Linked DNA regions of Capra hircus: region 1 is linked to region 2. Evidence: chromatin contacts called from public Hi-C data. All regions are on one chromosome and are shown on one strand. The core of a region is the stretch at or near the end of the contact, and the rest is flanking DNA. Distances in the headings are between cores, read along the strand shown.

What was found. A called contact is a pair of places that touch in the nucleus more often than the background predicts.
Region 1: a contact with region 2 is called in a Hi-C map of blood, with 5 times the contacts expected there. The contact joins two enhancer-like sites. A contact is called at or near these places in 2 of 5 Hi-C or Micro-C datasets (both in blood).

Annotation. Positions count from the first base shown.
Region 1 is chr15:5,698,670-5,702,646 of ARS1.2, reverse strand. CELF1 (CUGBP Elav-like family member 1) reads right to left here. Exons shown (of 15, transcript XM_018059102.1): 15 at 2,729-3,977. Among named protein-coding and RNA genes, the nearest start is that of RAPSN, 11 kb to the left of the region's middle. Within about 2 kb of position 2,361, at least 1 of the 5 cell types and tissues checked has an H3K27ac peak or open chromatin away from gene starts, as enhancers often do.
Region 2 is chr15:5,576,235-5,580,420 of ARS1.2, reverse strand. No RefSeq gene overlaps it. Among named protein-coding and RNA genes, the nearest start is that of C1QTNF4, 13 kb to the left of the region's middle. Within about 2 kb of position 2,415, at least 1 of the 5 cell types and tissues checked has an H3K27ac peak or open chromatin away from gene starts, as enhancers often do.

The DNA of each region.
Region 1 (3,977 bases), core at 1,112-3,611, 120 kb before region 2:
CTTAACCACGGGACTGCCAGGTAAATCCCTTGATGTGTTATTTTAAAACATACAACTAGGGCATCGAACTTGTGACTTCACAAATACCAACGGCCCGAAGGAGGTGAAGTTACCAAAGGTGCGTTTCAAGCTGACTTAAAACATTAAGTGGCTATGGTAGTGCCACACTGGCAATGTACTGAATGTCACTGAACTGTTTCCCTAAAAATGGTGTGGATAGGAAATTGTTAACTTACCACAATGCAAAAGGAAAAAAAAAATTAAACACAAGGTAAAGATGAGCTTAAGTGGCAACAGGTGATGGAGGAGATCAGAGTCCCTTGGACTGCAAGGAGATCCAACCAGTCCTAAAGGAGATCAGTCCTGGGTGTTTACTGGAAGGACTGATGCTGAAGCTGAAACTCTAATCCTTTGGCCACCATATGTGAAGAGTTGACTCATTGGAAAAGACCCTGATGCTGGGAAAGATTGAGGGGAGGAGGAGAAGGGGACAACAGAGGATGAGACGGCTGGATGGCATCACTGACTCGATGGACACGGTTTTGGGTGAACTCCGGGAGTTGGTGATGGACAGGCAGGCCTGGCATGCTGCGGCTGATGGGGTCGCAAAGAGTCGGACATGACTGAGTGACTGAACTGATCTAAAGAAAGAACTGTGTGGCAGGAATGACGTTTAGGAAGCACCCCAGTATTCAAGGGAAGTGGCACCTCGCAGGGGCATGCTGACCAACAATTTGGAGACTGAGTTACTAGTGAATCCCTTAAAGTGACTGAGAGTCACTTTGAAGACAAAGCTGAGATAAATGCACCACTGAGGGAGTCAGAGGGATGTAGGGTCCCTCCCCTTGAGCCTAGAGGACAGCACGCTGATCACACGTGATGAGTCTGCACAGGTAAGCACAGCAGACTCAGTCGCTTCTACGGAGTTACTTCTCTAGGATGAGGGCCTGCAAGTCAGGCAGACCTGGTTTGACTCTTCGGTGCACACCACTTCCCAAGAGCAACTCAGTGTCTCCTTTTTTTCAGTTCCTAGTTCTATTTCTAAAATGTGCACAGGACAAAAAGACTCAAAGGAGTGTGGCAGTACTTTGGACACAGGGGGATGGGGTGGTTGGGAAAGGCAGTCTTGCTGGGTGGCTGCGGTCACTTCCACCTTCAGGCTCCAAGACCTTCGCAGAGATCCACCGGCGTTGCAACGCTGGGACAGAGCGTCCGTGGGAAGATTTCCCCACTTTCGGGGGAAAACAAGTGGAAGCTACTAGCTGTGAATTTTGTAGCCTGGATCTGGATTTGCTGATCTTCATACCAAGACACTCACGACCTGAAATATAATCCAAGAGGGAACTCCCGGTGGTCCAGCGGTTAGGACTCTGTGCTTTCACCACTGAGGGCCTGGGCTTCAATTTCTGGTTGGGGAAGTAAGATTCCAAAAGCTGTGCGGCATGGCTGGGGCCGGGTGGGGAATTCAGGAGACAAGATATGAAGGGGAGCATTTTAAGAGGTGCAATCTCTTTGAAAAAAGGATCAAACTCTTGAACTCAACATACTAGATGTTTGTAAATAAACTTGACTTATCTTTTTTGCAGAGGGCAAGATTAATGCTCCCCTCACCCCGATACTATTTCTTTTTCTTAAGTATTTTTCTTATTTTTATTTATCCTGGGGGCCATGCCATGTGGCGCGCAGGATCAACCCCATGCCCCCTGCAGTGGAGGCATGGAGTCTTAACCGGTGGATCACCAGAGAGGCCCACAACCCAATTTCTTTTAACTTCAGTTTGCTCATCTGCCTGGTGGGGATGGGAACAGTAGGCCCCCCAGGGGTTATAAAGATGAGAGCGTTTAGTGCGTCCAGTGTTCCCCGCAGCATTAGGACGGTGGTCAGTGAACACAAGCTGGGACAATGACTGCATAAACACTTGCTGGACTAGCACCCAGTACAACCCACTGTGGCAAACACTACTCCATACCCACCCCACACGGAGCCAGCCTGATGAGAAGGCTGAGGCCTGGCCCACCTACTGGCCAGAGCCGCTTGCAGGCCCCTGCACAGGCGCCAGCTTCACGAGGATGGGCCTCCCAGGGGAGTGATGCTGACCGCGGTAGGAAGGGGCAAGACAAGCTCATGCCTCAGCCAGGGGGCGAGCTTCCCGGCCCAGGGGCTGACTGCATCCACAGTCCACAGAGGCAGGAGGGGAAGCCTCGGTATGGGCCTCACTTGGAAAGTGATCTAGAATTACTGAGAGGTAAACCCAAGAAACCCTAGAAATGTGACCTTGTCCTGAGGTCAGGAAAGAGGGGAAAAGGAGCCCACGCACTTTGGTCTGGAGCGAGAAGGCCCGACGCGGCACCTCGGTGCTCGCTGGCTGCCTCCCTGGGGGCAGGAACCCCGCAGCCAAGGAAGGGACTTGCACTCACAGGTCTGGGCCAGTCCTGCAGGGTGGCGTCCACTACTGGCGATGGAAGAAGCACAGAAATGAAGGCTGCCAAAAAGCTGTGTAAGGGCCTCCTGGTTAGTGGGTCCGTTGAGAAGAATGCAGGATCCACACAGAAGGCACTTTTCTGAAAGAAATCCTGTTCTTTCAGGAGTCTGGGGTGGTCCCACTGGATACTAACAGGCACATCAAAGTGAAACCACACTAGAGTGCCCACCCCTTCCTCAGGAAGGCCAATCTGCCCCAAAGGCCACACCTGCCCCAGCAATCAGTAACACAGAAGACAACGGCAGCTCTTCTCAAACAGTTTAATAGCAAATAAACAAAGGAAGGTACCACACTTGGCAGATACAAAATGACTTTTTGTCCGTGTGTCTGTGCAATTAAAACAGATTTTAGGTTCCCCATTGGGACAAAAGGAAAAACACACAAAAAAGGAAGATTTCCTTTTAAACACATACTCCCTTGCTCCAAACTTGTAACAATTTTTTTTTTCTTTTTTAATCCACTACACAAACTCTGTGATCAGGTCAGAAAAGCTACAGGGGCTCTTCTTGCCTTTTTTTTTTTTTTTTTAAACCATTAAAGTAAAATCCATAATTTTCTACATAGTACAACACAAGTTCACACAAAAAAGACATTTTCTTTTGCAAATCAAAACAGGAAAGAAAGGAAAAGCTCAAACAAGGTAAAGAAAAAGCATTTCTACGGCTGAATCACGACTTTGAGTTGATTGAATCCCGTTGTTGCTGCAGAACAGACTGTGCGTTTGGTCATAGTGGCAATTTTTTCTCTTCACATTGTGAAATCACTTTACATTGTTTTCTAGTAGAAAAGGCAAAAAACTGTACAAAACCCCTAGTGTTAAATACAACGTTTGTACCAATAAAAAACTCACACAGGTTTGTCTCCAAAATGTAAAGTTTCTTTTTTTTTTTCTTTTTAAATTATTCACAAAAAGCAGCTGGAAATCAGAAAGGCAGCTGCCGCTCCAGGGTCTCAAATCCATTAAAACCACCACAAAACAATTAAAACAATCAGAGAGAGAAAAAGGAAAAGGAAACAACGTCCAACATTTGGCATTTGGTTTTATCCACAGGTTTTCCCAGAGCTCCTCTTGGAATTGAAAGCAAAATATATTGGCAAACATGGGTTCTGAATACACAGGAAGGGGAGCCTCGGCGCCTTCTGCCCACAGAGGCCGCTCTGTGCAGTCAGACTGTGGGGTGCGCGGCGGTCTCGCTCAGGCTGGGGTTCCTGGCCTCCTTCCATCCACTCACCCCTCTGAAGAAATGAAGCAGCCTACCATCCACTGGGCCTCCACCTGGCCACCCTCTCCTCTGGGTAAGGGGCCCCCGAGCTAACACTAGGCTGCCTGCCCGGTCCCGGGGCAGAGACGCTGCCGAGACCCTCACCTGCAGCGAGGAGGACCCGGACAGCGTTCTACCTTCCCCGCCCCTCCCTGGACAGCCCTGCTTCCCAGCTCGCTCACTCACCCACCAGCCCACCAGCCCACCAGCCGCTCAGGCCTGGGTGGAAGCTA
Region 2 (4,186 bases), core at 1,166-3,665:
TGTTTGCATCAACAGGTTAACCACTGGCCATTTTTGTTGCTTGAGACAATAAATTTCTTTCCTTTTTTTTGGCTCCACCGTGAGCTACGTGGGACCTTAGTTCCCTGACCAAAGCCTGACACTGCACTCCTTGCATTGGACTCGAGGCATCCTAAGCACTGGACTGCCGGGAAGTTATCTAAATCCCACCTCTTAATTAAGCCAGTCTGCTGGGCTTCTGAGTATGCAACCATGATATACAATGATATATATATCCACATGGTTATAAGATCACAAGTTCTCTCTCATCATTTCATTTTTACCTCGTTTAAATCGGTTTCCCTATTTTTATGTAGAAAAATAGAACTCAGTATATGCACATGACATCTTAGAAATTCCCCAGGTTTGCAGGCCCAGATCTGGATCCTGGTTTTGTCATTTATCAGTCTTGGGTAAATCAGTTAAACCTGAGCTTCACTTTTCCATCAATAAAATGGGACTGTTTCTTGTTTATATGGCTGTTTCATGGGTTGAAGCTAATGGATCTATGGGCAGATCATGCAGCAGGCCGCCAGCAAATGCTCTACCGTTAGGTGGTAAGGAGGGCTTCCCTGACGGCTTCCCCCAGTGGTGAAGAACCTACCTGCCAATGCAGGAGACACAGGTTCAATCCCTGTGTTGGGAAGATCCCCTGGAGGAGGAGATGGCAACCCTCTCCAGTATTCTTGCCTGGAGAATCCCACGGACAGAGGAGCCTGGCGGGCTACAGCCCACGGATTCACAGAAGAGTCGAACCCAACTTGGTGACTGAACCACCAGCACCATCTTACACCATCTTGACAGCTTTACTCTGTATGGCTGTCTGTAGGGGCACCTCTTTGCAGGCGACACCTCTTAACCACCATGGTTTCCAAGTTGATCATGGCCTTGACCAAGGAGAGTGCAGAAACTTTTGGGAAAAGATGAAAGATGAGGAGGTGGACAGGAATTTGAAAGCTCAAATGGTGGAGGAGATGGAATTAGCCGTTTTAAAAAACATTTGCCACTGCAGAACTCTACACCCACTTTCTATTTATAAATATCCCAGTCTCCCGGCTTTGCTCCTCCTGCACAAGACTCCAGCGGAAAGGAACAGATACAAAGAGCAGCTGCGAGCCAGGGACAGATGCGCAGAGCAGAAGAGGCTGGAGGAGAGCCGCCTGCCCGACGTGGGTCAGGTGCATGAATTCAAGGATTCTGGGGCAGGACGTCTCACGAAACTTAAGTCAGAAAGTACTTTGTCCCTTGCCAAACGCCTGTTCCGGCAGAGGAAAGGTGCAGCCATCCTCCATAACCGGACCACGCCACGGAGCCCCAGCTTTACTGCCTACCGTCCTGCGCTGGTGGCGGGAAGACAAGATTGAAGGCTGCCGCGACAGCTGAGCAGGGATGACGCGCTGAGGCGGTGGGGACAAAGGGAGGATGACAAACTCAAGAGGCACTTCTGGGAATCCAGCCCTGACTTCTGAGAAGAGGGAGGGGTAGACAGGACTCGAGTCACCTCCGGGCTTTCAGCGTGGCAAACAGGGTGATCAGCAAGCGTGGAGTAAGGCACCAGCGCAGGCTCGGGAGGTGGGCTGAGATGTCACCGAATCTCAAGATAGCGAACAAACGTTTATTGAGGACTGTGTGCTAGGGACTGTCCTGGGTGCTTGCGATAGCGCAGAAAAACAGCGCTGAAGAAATGCGAGGACTGTCAATGGAGGTGCAATTCCACTTTCCCTCACGGCCTTCCCTCGTTCTGTGACTTTGCCTGCGTTATCTGGACTGGTACCTTCTAGTCCTTAAATAATCACAACAGCTACCACATTCCAGATAGTTACTATGACATTGGATTCGAATTTACGCTCCAGTAAGAGGAGTATTACCCTCATTTCAGAGATGAGGAGCCTGAAGCTGAATACAATCAAATCACTAGTCCCAGGTCACAGGGCTGCCAAGTGACAGAGGGGGGAATTGCTGCCCTCCCGCCAATCTGCCCTTAGAGAACCAGCTCAAAGTCCACTCCTCCATGAAGTCTTCCCGGAGTCCCCCCAGCTGGATGTGAGCTCTTCCTCTTGTGGATCCCAGGGAGCTTGGTTTCAACTGGCATCACTGCAAGTATACCAGGGCTTGCTACTTTTTCTTTGGCCTCAAAGAAAAAAGCTGCAGTGTGGGGCCTTAGTTCCCTGACCAGGGACCAAACCCACGCCCCCTGCACTGGCAGCGTGGAGTTTTAACCACTGGACTGGCAGGGAACTCCCAGGCCCTGGTTTTTCACACGTGGTTCCATTTAATCCTCCCAACTTCCCTAGTTCTGATGCTCTCGTCAGACTCCGTCCTCTCCTCAGTGCACAGGAAGGCCCAGGGGGCCGTGGAGATGTAGGGCCTTCCCCACGGCCCCTGCGCAGGGCTTCGCGCGCTGAGTGGCTGCGGTTGTGTGTATAAACTCTCAGTGTGGTCCCCTCGGCAGCAAGGGTCTGCGATGCTGGACTGCAGGAGGTGGGGAGCTGTCTGACGTGAGGCGCGGCTCTGTCGTTTCGTTTTCACCCTCCTTTTTCGCTTCCAGCCAGAGGACACACTCACCAGTCTCTGGGGTGCCAGCAGGGCAGGGCTGCAGACAGGATGGAAAGTCGGTAGGCACACTTCTGCTGCTTGTCCTTATCTCACCTCTGGCTCTGCATACTACTCAGTTTGGAAATAAAAACCGCAAAGCCTAATAGATTTTTCCGTGGAAATGTGGCATTACCAGGGAACAGTCCATTCTTCTGGCTGCCTGAGGGAGGCAAAAATTAGTGCTAGAAAAGGTTCTCTCACCCCAGGTGGCTTCTTGGATTTGGGACGGGGTGGGTTTATTTCATTACTTACTCTCCCTCGGGTAGCTGGCGAGTCTTCAAAAACTCCTCCAGGTCACATTTTTGTTTCTCTCCCTTTTCCAAAGCACTGTCCTTCAGCCATTTTTGGTGTGTGGTACTAATCTGAATCTACTTGGAAACATTCTTTTTGGGGTGGTAGTAAGTTGGTTCCAGAACAACTGTGGTTTTTAATACAAGATCTAACTGATCCCAGACAGGAGACTGGGGCCCCGGCTGCAGAGGAATCCACTTGTAAGAGCAAAAGGCAAGTGGGCTTTTCAACATTTCCTCTCACGACAGTGTGTCTGGAAGACCTGCCTCCCCAAGACAGCGTGGGAAGGCAGCGAACAGAGGAAGCTGACTCATATGGACAAAATTGGTTGGAAGGGAAAACAGTTGCTTTAGAAAACTAATTGCTGCTACTAGCCAAGATATTCTTCTGCAATTGTCGGGGGGGCGGGCATTGGTGGCAAAAGGACCTTTCATTTGCAACTTCCTCTCTAGGACAAAAATCAAGAGTTCAAGATTCTGATTCTCTCAAGTCTGATGAGACAATAAAATGAGGGATCAACAGAGGGAGAAAAAATGAGATATCACATGTGACATCCTTAACCCTAAAAAAAAAAAAAAAAAAAACCTTCAGATGAGATAAAGACACACATCTTTGTCTACTTTTAAAAACAAACTCCAGAGGAATTCCCTGGCAGTCCGGTGATCAGAACTCTGTGTTCTCACTGCTGAGGTACAGGTTTGATCCTTGGTTGGGGAACTAAGATCCCAGAGCTGCATGGCTCCACCAAAACTAAAAAGAAAAACAAACAAAAAAACCACCCCAGAAGTCCAAAGATACAAATTACTATGGCACCTAGGGAGGCAGCATGAATGAACCCATCCAATAGGCAAGTATGTTTCGGAAGAATCCACTGAGGGAATTCCTTGGTGGTCCGGTGGTTATGAGTCCATGCTTTCACTGCTGAGAGTCCAGGTTTCACCTCTAGTTACAGAACTAAGATCTCATGAGCCGAGGCAAAGAAAGAGAATCCAGTGAGCTGACATGTAAATAAATCACTTTCAAAAACCGTTAGCCTTCAGATGGAGTAGGGAGTTCCAAGACACTGGACTGATGAGCCCATAGGAATAAAGCCTTCCCATACAGCAAGTGTCCGAGCTGTATAAACCCCAGTAGCCTAGGAAAGCAACGGTGATCATTTCTATCTTCAGTTGCTTCACCTACTTATCATCCTGCAGAGGCAAAACAACAGGTCTCTTCTGATCAAAGACTGTTTTACCCTATTCTACAGAAGGCTCTTTTCTTTGGTTCACTGATTTGACTA